Linked DNA regions of Urocitellus parryii: region 2 is linked to region 1. Evidence: chromatin contacts called from public Hi-C data. All regions are on one chromosome and are shown on one strand. The core of a region is the stretch at or near the end of the contact, and the rest is flanking DNA. Distances in the headings are between cores, read along the strand shown.

What was found. A called contact is a pair of places that touch in the nucleus more often than the background predicts.
Region 2: a Hi-C map of liver shows a contact between it and region 1, with 6 times the contacts expected there. The contact joins the promoter of Efhc1 here to the promoter of Fbxo9 in region 1. A contact is called at or near these places in 2 of 2 Hi-C or Micro-C datasets (liver and muscle).

What each region holds. Positions count from the first base shown.
Region 1 is chr8:98,722,274-98,729,065 of mUroPar1.hap1, reverse strand. It overlaps Fbxo9 (F-box protein 9), which reads left to right and starts at 3,098. Exons shown (of 13, transcript XM_077801748.1): 1 at 3,098-3,487. The coding sequence starts at 3,485. LOC144256649 reads right to left here and starts at 395. Exons shown (of 2, transcript XM_077802013.1): 1 at 203-395.
Region 2 is chr8:99,337,402-99,344,968 of mUroPar1.hap1, reverse strand. Efhc1 (EF-hand domain containing 1) reads left to right here and starts at 2,849. Exons shown (of 12, transcript XM_026400897.2): 1 at 2,849-2,911; 2 at 6,561-6,782. The coding sequence starts at 2,849.

The sequences.
Region 1 (6,792 bases), core at 1,849-4,348:
ATCTTCCAGACTCGGGAGTTTTCATGCCAGGAGAGAGACACCCATACAACCGCGGTTTCCGAGGAACCACAGCGGCTTAGCTTCTTCCTGCCCCCCAGGCTTCGCGGGGCCATCGACAGGGGACCTCGGCTGCCCCAGCCCACCCCCCACCCCGCCTGGCAGGGCGCGGGGTGCAGCCCCTCCATCCACGAGCCCCACTTACTGGTGCCGCGGACTCAGGCGGGGGCCCGCCCCTGCGGAGAGCGCAGCTCGTCGGCGAGTGGGGCGCCGCCGCCGGCCCGGGAACTGGAAAGCGGGGCGATGCCTGCTAGGATGGGCCGCAGGCTCCGCGCAGGGACGCCCGGCAGGTCCGGCGAGTCGCCCGGGCCGCGGGGCGCATGGCAGTGCAGCTGGAACCCGGCTGCTCTCCAGCCTCCTTCAGGAAAACAAACAAAAGGCAGGGTGGCTGCTAGTGAGGACGACCGGCCGCTTTCCCTGGGAAAAGTTACCCTGCAGCTCCCCTCGCTGGCCCTGCGCGTCCCTGCAGCGCGGCCAGTTCGCCCTGGGCCCCGCCGAGGAGGCTGAGAGCTCGGGGACCGATTGCCCAGAACCCGAAGTCCACCGACAGATCGGCTGTCAAGATTTAGAAATGGAGACTGTCGCTGCATGCTCTGAGCACCACTAATTAAAGGTAATCCGGCTGAAACATGTTCCTGGTTTTAAAATACATAAGCTGAGGTTACACGACATTGTGAGGGCAACCAGTGCCATTGAATTGTACCCTCCCAAATGTTTAAAACAGCAAATTTTGTTATATATATTTTATAATAGAAAAATGTTTAAAATAAAAACTCAACCAATTCACTGTAGCATTCCCTTGAATCTTTAAGAGTGTCTACAATACTAGCACCTTTAATTTAAAAGACTGAATTCCTTATCCAGGTTGGGAGGCTTAATACACGTCCTCTACATAATATTCGTTCTTTCTGTGCTAGTTATGTTTCATCTAACACATACGCCTTTTAAACATATTATCTTTTTCACAATTATATTATAGACTTTACCTTAAATCATAAGGCTTGGCTGTGAAGCACTTTATAAAAAGAAATTGCTTCCAGATCCCTCGTTTAAATTTACCTAACTGTTGCAAGCCTCTCAATCATTTTCAGGAGCAACCAGAATCACCTGGAGGGCTATTTAAAACAAATTTGAGGGACCTACACTTGGCTTTCTAGTGTTGATGTTGCTGGTCAGGGGAATCACACTTCCTTAAACAACACAATTTTAACTAACAAATCAGTAACTCTTCAACACATTGAAGATTTTCTCTGAGTTTAAATTTCCCAGTTCATCACTATATCCCTCCTCTTTCTCCTGTTGAAGAAACCTACTAGTTGGTTAAGAATCCTAAGGTTTCCTCTTCCAAGAGGTAAAGGGTCATCCTACTGGGCAAACGTATAACATTTATCTACCTTTTTGTTTACTTAGCAATTGCCAAACCATATGGCAAATGAAAATTGCAAATCATCATCAGTGAAAACATAGGGAGACAAGGAGTCTAATGAATCATATACTACTCCTATGAAAAACAATTTTTAAAATAACTAAAATGATTAGTTTTTAGTCTAATTGTCCAGGCAAATCTACCTCACAAATGGAATAAACTTTCTGGAAAAATTACAGCCCTGTAAATACAATATGACAAAATACAATCCTGTAATGAGGGCTATTTGATACAGTGGAACTGATCTAAATGAGAAAACTAATAGCTGTGAAGTATAACAGTATTTTAATAAAACGGGTATTCAACTTATCTTTATAAATATTTATTTTTATTATTTAATTACTTGCTAGAATAACAAAAACCATCTGTGCTAATTGACCAGACCACCTTAAACATGCAACACTTTTCAATAGTTCTCAAACTATTTGAAATCCCATTCTTCATTTGCAAAATTGATATTTAGAATTCAAGAGTCCCTTTAATCATTTTCTTCTGCTATAAATCCTAAACTTTTTCCTCAATTTAAATTTCAAAATTCAATTTTAAAGAGGTCATTGGGAGGAAATTTTTCCTTAAAAGACTTAAAATCTTATAGTCTCCTTTTAAAACTATTAAATTGTTGGCCTCTGTTAAATATGGGGGTACTTTTTTTTATAGGTAGTTAGTTTGGGGTATAAATAAAAGCACACCCAACCAAAAGATGTATCCTAAAATTAAAATATAGCATTTGGGTTTTCTTATTTGTAGCTCATCAAACCCTGCCCGTTTTTTGTTTGTTTTTTTGGCATCCAGTTCTCTGCAGTAGATGCATTTCTAGGTGCTTCAGAATAAAATAATGAAATTTAAATTCTGTGAGCTTGCTAAATATGGGTTCTTGGAATCCTGGTGACCATTAATCGCTGGCACTTACAGAAACTTTAGAAACTCTTATTTGCTAAATGAAGGTAAGAGGCTATGTCGCCTATATGTTTTCTTAAAACATACACCCATAAAGATTTGTAGTGCTAAACCAGTGGGCCTCCCCTTCAAGTGAAATTAGGTGTTTGAGCTTTAAGAGGTGGAGCAAGCCGGTGAGTAAATCCTGGCGCGCAGCGTGCAGTAGCGGACTATAAATCCCAGAGTGCACCGCCAGCCCGACTCGGCAGGACTCCAGCTCCGCCAGAGCTGCACGCCTCCCCCATTGCATTGTGGGATCTGTAGGGGGATGCTCCTCACTTTGGCCGTTTTCCTACCCTCCTGCAGCGCACATAAGCGCATCCTTTCCTCAGTCTTAAGAGTCTGTGCTCTTAAGATTAATTTTCATAACAGCCTATGAATGCGGCTGCATTTCTGGCGCGCGCACACACAGAGTACCCAGGGCGGTGTCGCGATCTTCTGGAGTCTCGGGTTTGATTCTCCTCCGGACGGCTTAATTAGGGCTTACCCTCAAATTTAGGAGAAAACATTTTTTTGAGTTAACGTCTGTTCACATTTCCCTGGGTGTTCACTGGGCCGAACACAGGGGACAGAGTGCAGCACTCCGGATTCTGGTCGCACACATAGTAGGCCGACGCCCCGCTGGCCCTTAGCTAGGGCAAAGCGGCCAGACAGCCCGAGGCGCGCACCGACCGCGGAGGCGACACTGCGCATGCTCGGTGCGTCGGCGCAGGCTTCCGCAGCAGAGCGGGCAGCTCCGCAGCGGCGTCTGAGGTCTCCAGCAGGGCCGTCGCTCTGGTACTCGTACGGTCCTCGGTGGGCAACCGGCGCCCCTCCGCAGCCCGAGTTCCCGGCCGCCGCTCCAGCGCGCCCGGATCTGGCCCCCTGTCCCGCGAAGATGGCTGCCGTACGCCGGGCCCGCAGTTACTGCCGCTGCCTGGTGCGCTTCTCCGACCGAGAACTCTGCTAAGCCCAGCTGCAGTAGACAGGCAGGAGTAGACACCCGACACCGAGCACCCCTCTCCAGGGGGGCGGTGCAGAGGGGGCGCAGAGAGCCCCTCGACCGCGGCCAGCCGCCCCGCCAGCATGGTAACTTGGGGAGGGGGTCCTGGGGACGCTGCGGGGCGGGCGCGGGTGCGGTGTGCAAGAGGGGTCGGGCCTGGGGCTGAAGGCCGAGTGGGAGCTGCACGGTCACCACCAATATAGGGTCCTGGTCTGAGGGGGAGTGAACGGGATACTGGTTCTGCAGGTTCCTAGGGTTCATTTCTGGTAAACGACACCCCCACCCAAGTGAGCCCTGATGTGAGGAGAGAGCGTTTTGCAGTACATCGCAGAAAAATGCCCCAGACTTACTAGGCAGAACTAGTCTCGTCCCTCTTCAGTGATTTTATCAAAAGCAGTGTGCTTTTGAGGATTGAGGTGAGCATTCCCAGCATCCGAATTCGGGAGGGAGCCCTGGCAAGCAGACACTTGTTGATTACTCCTCTTCTGGAAAGCAAAGCCCACAGAGAGGCGATTCCAGCCCCTTTCAGGAGCTCTGAGTTTAAACGCAGTGCCTGGCTAGGATGTTGGCAGGTGGTCCTGGGGGAGTGGGAATGGAAAGATCCTGTCTCACTTTCATGGCATTGAGGGCCTAAGCAGCTTCTTTAAAGTCCAAAAGGAGAAACAGCTAAGCTCCAGAATTTGACAGCACAAATGTCATGGAACTGTTGCATGGACTATATCGTCCTTCCCCTGTGCCTTTCTTTGGTATCGAATAAATTGTCCATCTGATAAAAGTACTCTGGCCAGGACTGGATGAATCAAGAATGAAATAGTACCACACTAGCTCTTAGAAAACTCAAATATTTATTGAATAAGCAAATGGCTGAATGCATTTATTTCTTGTAACTAGTACTGGATGGTGGAAAAAGAACCATTTGACTCTGTCTCTAAACTTTGAGTCCTTTGCACGGAATTAAGCTCTTAACCTTTATGTTAATCCTATCTGCCAAATAAGTAAAATGAAGACTTGATCTCCTCAACACATGAACTATTCTAGTGAAAGGTGATATTTAGATCAAATTCAATTATGAAGAAAAGTGGAAACTTCTGGGTGGTAACTGAGGTCCAACTTATTTCAAGTACGATTTGAATTGACCAAATGTAGTAAAACAACATTTTTTTACTGTCAAAATCAAGGTAATGGCTAGAACTCATAATATTATAACACAAAGTTCAGGGGAGAAGGAAGATGTTGCCTTGTTACAGTTTTCTCCATCCTTGAGGTATGCACTACATAGCCACATGACACTTTATTAATTCAACTAATTTTTGAGTACCTGTTTTCAGCCTGGTATGGTGTTAGACTTATTAGTATAATAGATTTTCAACCAAATCTGTAAGGTGATTTATGATAAACTTTTGATCATGAAATGTCACATCTGAAAAGGGATCTCAGAAATCATCAAATCTCTTCACAGAAGTCTCTGAAGAGGGGACAGCTGAAGCCTAGATGGGCCTGTACTGTGAATCAAGCAATGTATTGGCCCTAAGGTTACAAAGATGACCAAGATGCAATCCCTGTCCTCAGTGCACTAACTCCAGTGAAGGAAACAAAAATAATTTATCAGTATTAGAGGACACAAAACGGATAATTAGAAGAGTTGACCAAGAGCACTATCTAGAGAAAGCAGGGGCATTTCTTCAGATGAAGTCAGCATAGTCTCATTGCTAGGCAAGAGAAAGAAAGGTACATTACTAAAAAACATACCCTATAGAACCCTTTTCTCCCATTGGCAGTGCTTCAAGTTTACAGTAATAAATCAGGCTCCTACTAGTGATGTTCTTAGTAGGTGTGTTAGTTTCCTGTTAGTATAGCAAAATACTCTGAGATAAATTTTTGAAGACAAGGAGTTTATTTTGGCTCATGGTTGTAGAGGTTTTACTTCAGTATCCAGTAGCCCCATTGCTTTGAGCCTCTGATGAGGTAGTACATCATAGCAGGAGCACATGGAACAAACTGCTCAGCTTATAGCTAATAAGCAGGGATAAAAGGGAGTCGCATTACTCATTTGGAGGGCACATCCCCAGTGACTTAAGGACACTTACACCCATAAGCCTCCACATCCTAAATGTTCTGCCAAATCCCAGTAGTGCCACCCTGGTAACTGAGCCTTCAACACATGGACCTTGGGGGGACACTAAGCCAAACCAAAGCAGTAGGCAAAGCTGCCAATTTAACTGCCTTATATTTATTTTTTTACTGGTTTAGCCTTCACATTTGCCAAGTATTTTACTAATGTAACTAGTTCAAGTGTTAAAAGCATCCCTACTTTGAGTCTGGCTTCCAGAGATAAGATACAAAAGACTTATTTATATTGCACTGTAATGTAGTGCAAGTGTATCAAGTTTTTGTGTTCAAAGAACTGTGTTATAGAAACATTTTTTTTTCCTGGAAATAATTTACAGCTAAAATTTGCAATCATAAAACTTGCCAACTTTGGAACTAGATAAAATTGTTTTTATTATTAATTCTAGTTAAACTTCAACATAATTTTCCTGATTGCCACATTTCTAAATAGGACTGAACACATTGAATATTGAGCAAATTCTGTTTGCTAATAAGTCTGTTAGCTAACAGACTGAACTGAGGCAACATTTTCACTAGAAGGTAGGATTCATTTTAACAAACATTGAAAATAAAAGGATAAAATGGATGGATTCCAACATGAGACCTCTGTTAAGTCCAAAGCCACACACACAATTTCTAGTCCAGAATTATTCCACCTTAAACCACTACACTATGTAAAAGTTGGATTATAAGACAAATAAAATAGGTTTCTTGTTATAATTATTTGATAAGCTTTTCTAGTACATTTAAAATATTAATAAGCAGAAGTCATATTATAGACAGCACATTTAATAATGTGCCTATTATAAAAAAGAAGGTCTATCTTTCTATGGACTAGTTTTTCATTTTTGTTTTTCCTCCCTGTGATGCTGGGGATCCAGCCCAGGGATCATATGCTAAGTAAGTGTTCTACCACTAAGCTACACCCCCAGCCCTGAACTGTAGTCTTAAGCCATCCATAAAATAAAAACTGTTTATATAATTCTGTACCAAAACTAAGCATTTTCTGAGCAAAATTGTTCTTTCTGACCACCTACTAAAACATGGTAAACTAGTGTCCAGTGGAGTTGATTTTACAGTATTAAAAAAATTGTATCAAATTTATCTGATTGGTTATCATTAAACTTACCAGTGTAGAAGATAATCTATGGAAAAACAACCCTGTTTCATTAATATGAAACAATATTCTGGTTTAAGAACTTGCTGAAGTTTGTGGGCACTAAAAATTATTTGAGGGTTTTTTTTTTTTTTTTTTTTTTTTTTTGTCTGTTGTACTGTAACA
Region 2 (7,567 bases), core at 1,600-4,099, 620 kb before region 1:
AATGTGTGCTCAGTGGTCATGTTTTGGAGAAATGAGATCCATTTTTATTTTTATTTTTAGGTACAGGGAATTGAACCCAGGGCTTTGAATATGCTTCCACTGAGCTATATTTACCGAGCCCTATTTTACCATAAATAAATAAATAAATAAAAAGTTCTTTTTTTTTTTTTTTTTTTTTTGGTGATTCATCATTCTAGAGACTGGGAAGTCCAAGAGCATCGTTCAAGTATCTGGTGAGGGCCTAGGCTACTTCCTGGCATTTGGAAAAACAAAGGACAAGCAGAAGAAACAAGCATGAGAGGCACTCTCATTTTATCACAGTCCTTGTGATAACCAATTCAATCCTATGAGAGTGAAACCTCAGTCATGAGAGAAAGGCATTAATTTATTCATGAGGGCAAAGCCCTTTTGACCTAATTACCTCTTAAAGGTTCCACCTTCCAATACTGCTACAATGGCAAATTTCAACATGAGTTTCAGAGCAGAGAAACCATATTCAAACTATAGTAGCAACATTACCTGGTTTACCCTTCTCAAAGGGGATGGCATTTTTATGAAGCCACAGAATAACAGAAGTTTTCTTCACCTATGCACTTCTGGAGTTCAAATGTAGTTAAAACACACTCCATTAACTATGTAGCTAGCTTTTTTTTTTTTTTTCTGAAATAGATAGGTACCTGTCAGAAGGCACTCCTCAAATAGAAACAGATGCAATAATGAACAATGGACTTAGGTATGACTCACCCTCCAGTCCCACAAGTTCCTTCCCTATCCAACCCAGGGAATATATATCTAAGTATAACCATGCAGTTAGGTAAGAAGGATATTTCTAAGTGTATCCTCATGCCAGGGAATTTATTTTTATTAAGAGAACTGGGAGGGAGGGATCATATAACTTAAGTTTAAGATTATCATGAAGAATCAGTGAAAATTAGTTAGCAGTGAATCCGGGTGTTCAGCATCAATGAGGTAGAGAGAAGTGGGACAGGGCACTTTCATTTTGAAAGGTTGAACTTGCCATCTTGAATAATTCTCCTATTAGTTGGTGTCCATCTTAGGTCAGTGGCCAAGATAAAATGCAATAAACAGGTATGTCTGAAGTTTTCAATAATTTTAGGAATGCAAATCAATTCATGGAAATTTTTTAAAAAATATTTATTTTTTAGTTGTAGTTGGACACAATACATTTATTTCACTTATTATTTTTATGTGGTGCTTAAACCCAGGGTCTCACACATGCGAGGCAAGCGCTCTACCGCTGAGCCACAACCCCAGCCTTCATGGAAATTTTTTCTAAATCTTTAAAACTCCTTTCATTAAGTTAACATTGTACCAACAGAAAAGGATAAAGGAGTTAAAGAAAAAAAGTCAAGAACAGGAAACAGGAAAGGAAGAGTTAGTAATAAAGAAGCTTTTTGGGCCGGGTACCAATAACTATTTTAGTTGCCACTTAGTGAATTTATGTTCTGGGTCCCCTGTGCTTCACACCAATCAGTGAAAACCAACAGGATGAACACCAACAGGATTTGCTCTGACAAGCAGCAATAAAAGTAAAGCTGCTGTCTGTATTAGCAGTAAACTAATGACCCCGAGATATGCCTTCCCTGTCAGTCTTACTATTCTGTCATGTTCCTAAATTGACTGGTCAGAAACACCTGTTATAAAAACCAGACTCTTGAGCTCCATTATAGACCTACTGAATCCAAATCTCTGGGCACCTGAAATATGTTTGCTTATTTTTATTTTTAAGCTCCTCAGTGTGAATGTATCTTTATTTTTTCCTGGAATGTTTTGGGAATAGGATTACATTTCTTTTAAAGAAAAATAATCTAAAGAAGTTTTGTAAAAAAAAAAGTACTAAATACAAAAATATCTATGATGAAGAAAATATATTCCCTCATTCAATTTACTTGCTTATGCTCAGAACTCAGTCTTTCTCTTTGAAGGAACTGCATTCCCCGCTGTGGTTCCCATCTATTCATTGCTCCTGCAGTTATAAACCAGAAATTGAGAGATCTTTTCAGTTCAATTTTCGGCACTATCCTAGTGCACTGAGACCTACCTACAGCAAATATGTAAGATCGGGCCTGAAAGAATGGAAAGTACGCTGAGAGTCAGGAACTGACAGCAGAATGAAGAAAGCTGAGGGGGTTAAAATAATAATAATGCAGCAGTGGAAGATAGGGATGAGATGGCTCTCTTAGTTCATTGGCCGTCCCTGAGTAACAGAAATGCAACTATGAATAATCCACAGCCCCCGCGCTCAAGAAGCAGGAGTTTGGGGTAATTAACACCGTTCACTCGGACCAACCATTTACACTTCTGTGTGAATCTGGACAGCAGCCCTTTCCCAGAGTAGGGAGAAAAGAGCGCCTGAACTCATGGTACGAGCTTGGCGACGATTGGGGTGGAGGGAAGGAAGGAACGTCCGTCCCTTCCTCTGCAGTTTATATAAAGACGTGCTTCGACCCTAGACTTCGCTGCACCAGCCAACGCTTGCCTAACTGTACCCATCTCTTCCCACCCAGCCATCAGCTTCCACATTGCAACTTGTGGGCGCCTGGGAGGAGGATGGGCGGGGTGAAGCAGAAGGGGCGGGGCGACCTCCTCTAGGCCCACCGACCCCACCCTACAGTCCCAGTTCACATTACCGCGAGAACGCGGAGTGCCCCGAGCGGCGCACGCGCAGACCTGTCAAGTCCGCGCTTCAGGTCCCGCCCACCTTCGCTGGAGGGAGCTCTGTTTGGCGTTACCATGGAGCTTGCCCCGGCCGGAGGACGCTGCTTGTCGCCGGGGCAACCGGGAACGACAAAGCTTGACCCAGCTGGCCGCGGCCACACCGGCAGCGATGGTGTCTAACCCTGTGCATGGCCTGCCCTTTCTCCCGGGCACGTCCTTTAAGGACCCCACGGTGAGGACTTGTGTGCCCACCCCCACCTATCCCCGCCTTCCGAATACCTAGATGGGTTCCCATTTAGTGCCCCTCCATTCTCCACCCGCGTCAAACCCGTCCTCTGCCCCGAATTCTCTCTTCACTGCAACTCTGTTGTTCTCTTCTACACAGCCTCATCCGCTCTCCCGTATCCTTTGCCACCCCTCCATCCCTGTCGTCAGTTTTTGCACTGATCTCTTTTTCGTTCTCATCCCCTTAGTTGCGTTCGTACTGCTCTGTTCCTTCAAACCTTCCCCCTCTTCCTCTAAATCAGTTCACCACACCCTACTCCCAAGCTCCTGTTAGGTCCTCACCCTAGTTCCTTCTCTCACACCATACTCGTGTCTCTGCTCAGCTCATCCCTGACCTCCCATAGCCTCCTTCCTTTCGCCCACTCAACATCTCTCCACCTTCATCCTCATCCTACCCGTTTTCCCCAGACCCGTTATTCTCGCCCTGCCTCCTTCCTATTCGGAATCCTGGATCCTAATCTTTACATTCCCAGCTCCGTTTCCTGTCTTGGATGTAAATGGTTTCTATCCACTTTTTTCCATCAGGCCCTTTCGCATAGTCTCCGCCCTTCGCGTTTCAGCTTCTATGCAACTTCATCCTTTTCCTCTCTCCAGCTTCCACATTTTGTACTGTCTAATCCTACACTCTGTCCATCTTTGCTTTCTGTTTCCATTGCGGTTTCTCTTCAAAATTTGCTATCTTCTTCCCAAACCGTCGCCCTTCTCTGCTTTGTAGATTTCCCTTTCCCCTCAATCTCAATGGGTTAAGCGCTCTTTCGTTTTCCCTCAGCCCTATACTTTCACTCTAACATTTTTGTAAAAAGCTCCTGTTCAGATTGAGTTTTGCTTCCCCCAAACTCAAGTGTTTGTTGTCACATTTTCTAGACAAAATTATTTAATATTTGTTTCAGTTCCAACAATGTTACTGAATTATATGTTCTGCAAAATCAATATTGAGATTCAGTATATTGATTATCATAGATGAGCCAACAGTAATTTATATGCATATAGTTTAGTAATTTAGACTCTTAATTCCTCTCCATATTCACATAGCTAAGGTAAAATATTTAGTCAACATATTTTCTTCAGGAAAATAAATTTAAATTGAAAATGAAAGTGTAGTGAGAGAATTTGAGTTCTCTCTCCTTTAAGACAGGGCAGCATAGATTTTCAGTTTCATTGGGTTTCCAGTTTTATGTAATTTAGAAAATGTTACAGGAATTTTACTGCCCTGTTCAGAATTCAGCTTAAAGGCAGGCTTGAGTTGATTTGGGGGATTACAGAGATGTGAATGGTAGTGCCAGGATCTAAAGATACTTATTGCCATTCTATAAGTAAGGCGAACTGTGCAGTGGTTATATTTCATGTTTTAAATACACTGGCCAGGTGTTAACCAATTTGCCTTATTTGAAATTTGAAAATATGGTCATTGTATCTTCAGCAGCGAAGTATTAGGTATATATAACTCTGAAGTAAAACTATTCAGAAGGTGAATCATAATAAGTGAGAAGGGTAGAGAGGCCTTGCCATGGGGTGCACCATGGGTCATAGCTGAGTGATGATAGTGATACCTTTTTGAAAATGAAGAAAGCAAACAAGTCACTGATGTTGCTCTTTTATTTTTTGGTTGCTGAGGACAAAACCCAGGCCTAGCCCCTGCTAAGCATGCACTCTACCACTGAGCTATACCTTTAGCCCCTACTGATATTGTTTCTACCTTTAGAGGTGGAAGAAGAGGTACTTGATGCTATCTATACAAGTTACTCAATGAGGAAATCAATTCAGCCCATTTTGGTTTGTATCTTGTGTGTTATGCACTTGAGCAGTTATGTCAAGTGACTTGTGGCACTAAACACAAGACCCTTGTGCTCAGAAGGCAAAGGTAGGAGCTGCTCTGGAGGCAAAGGCAGGAGGATTGTGAGTTCAAAGCTAGCCTCAGCAATTTAGTGAGGCACTAAGCAACTCAGTGAGACTCTGACTCTAAATAAAATACAAAATTGGCTGCGGTTGTGGCTCAGTGGTCAAGTGCCCCTGAGTTTCAATTCCCAGTACCAAAAAAAAAAAAAAAAAAAATCCATAGTATATAACTCTTTTAGCAAGAGAAGTTTATTCTGTTGTACCTTTCATGTTGGTACAGATCTTGAAAACTGGTAGGCAGGGCTTCAAAGAAATTAGAAGATAAACAAGTAGGTCTTTTGTATTTTAATTTTTTTTTTTTTTTTGTATTTTGGTACTGGGGATTAAACTCAGGGGCACTCAACCACTGAACCATATCCCAAGCCCTATTTTCATTTTATTTAGAGTCAGGATCTCACTGAGTTGCTTAGTGCCTTGCTTTTGCTGAAGCTGGCTTTGAACATGCTATCATCTTATTTCAGCTTCCCAAGCCTCTAGGATTATAGGTGTACACCATGGTGCCCAGCTTTTGTCTTCTTAAATATATATTTTGCGATTAATTACAAATTATACATGTAGTTAAGTATTTTACATATAAAATTTGAAAGTAACCTCATATTACAAAGAATGGAAAAAGGAAAAATTAATCCAATTTGCTTTTCTACTCTTTCATTTTTTATTTATCTTTATTTTTTCTAACTATTAAAAATATGTTCATTGTATATATAATATATAAAAATAAAATACATAAAAATCAATATAATTCAAAAATGTATAAAGAATGTTTGCCAAATCCAGTCTCTCTTCATATTTGCATGCTTACAATTGTAGTATGATTTTTTTAGTCTTATTAAATCATAAATCATTTTCTCCAGGTTGCTCTGTGGTCTGTAAAGCCATTATTTTAATGACTGTGTAATAGTCCATTACTGAGTTTTCCATCATTTACTCATGTCTTCATATGTTTGTCTTTTAAATTGTTTCCAAAGTTTTACTGTTGTAAATAACATTCTATGGGATGCTCGAGGCATATAGTTCTTTCCCATAATTTTGGATTATAACCTTAAAATCAATGATCAAGAGTAGAATTATTGAGTCCAAGAATTTAAATACATGCTATCTAGTTGCTTTCCAAAGAGTTTTATGAATTTATCAGTGTGGCACATAAAAACAAACAGGGCTTTTAGTATAAAGCACTTTCTAGTCCAGGTAAAAATAAAATTCAAAGACCTTTGTCTTCTGGGTTCCATGATTCACAATCACTGAGAAGATTAAAAAACGTATAAAAACTAGTAAAAAATTAAGTGGATAGAGGAGACCAGCATGGAGATACACACCTGTAGTCCCAGCTACTTAGGAGGCTGAGGGAAAAAGATCACCTGAAATCATGAATATAAGACCAGCATGGGTAACACAGTGAGACCCTGTCTCAAAAACAAAAACAAAATGCAGATGAGATAGTATTTTAATCTTTCATGTAAGGTGAGCTGGTAGTTAAATTGAGCATTATAGAGAAAAATTTTAAATTTTAACATCTAGTAGTTCTTTCCCTCCTCATTCCTAAGTCTTTTAGTTTAAAATACAAAAGCTTTTAATGTAGGTAAACTTTAAGATGTAAGTTTTGTGATGTTTATAAGCAAAGGTTTGAGTTATAATATTTAGAAATATTTTATATAACAAACATATAGTGTTATTAATGACATATTTCTTTTCTTCTCCAGAAAACAGCTTTCCATAGAAGCCAGACGTTGGGCTACAGGAACGGCTATGCAGTTGTTCGACGTCCAACAGTTGGGATAGGTGGGGAGCGGTTACAGGTCAACCAGCTGTCTCCAGCAGAGCTGGATGAGTTGGCCAATAAAGCACCAGTTCTAACTTATGGCCAACCTAAGCAGGCCCCACCTGCAGAATTCATTCCAGCACATGTAGCTTTTGACAAAAAGGTATCACCTAGAATTCTAGGGTACCCTTGAATTTAAATGCCTGAAAGCCAACTGGCTACAGAAAACTTAAATAGTCAACCACAGGATTCCCACAGTGCTCTCTGGAGAAAATTGTTCAAATGCCTTAACCCTTACTCATAGACAGCTGAACTCAGGCTTGAAAGAAGCTTTCTTTAGTCAGGAAGTTGATTACAGAAAATAATTCCCTGTAGACCTCACTGGAATATTTGCAGATACAATTAAAGAAAAGTTGGTTGAATTCTAGAATAGTGAGTTCATATTGCCCTAGTGAGTTCATATTACCAGCTCTGTGTTTTCTGTTTCTTAAAAGTACTCTATTCTGCAACAATGAGAGGTGTTTATTCTTTATGAAATGCAAAATATCATCTTAAAAACAATGACCCCCTCTATGGTCAGTTTTCTCCAGGCTATCTCTATAAGTTTTTGTTTTTCAGGAAACACTTTACATTTAAATGTTACATAACCAAAGAGTCATAGAAAATTTTTGTTTGTTTCTCATTTACTCTTATGCTTTTGCAGTGTGAGTTGCTTTATTTCCATCTCTTGATATTTCCACATCATCCTTTATTTTCTTCCCCAATCTTTTTTTCTCCTAAAAATCCTCTTTCTTATTTTAGGAACATGGTCATACATCCATTTATGGACTGAACCTAAATATGCACTGAACAAATTGTAAATTATATAATTGGCTATATTATTCCCATTTGCTTATTTTTCTTGTTTATTCATAGCCTTAGCAGGCACTGATAAATCAGTATAGAAGA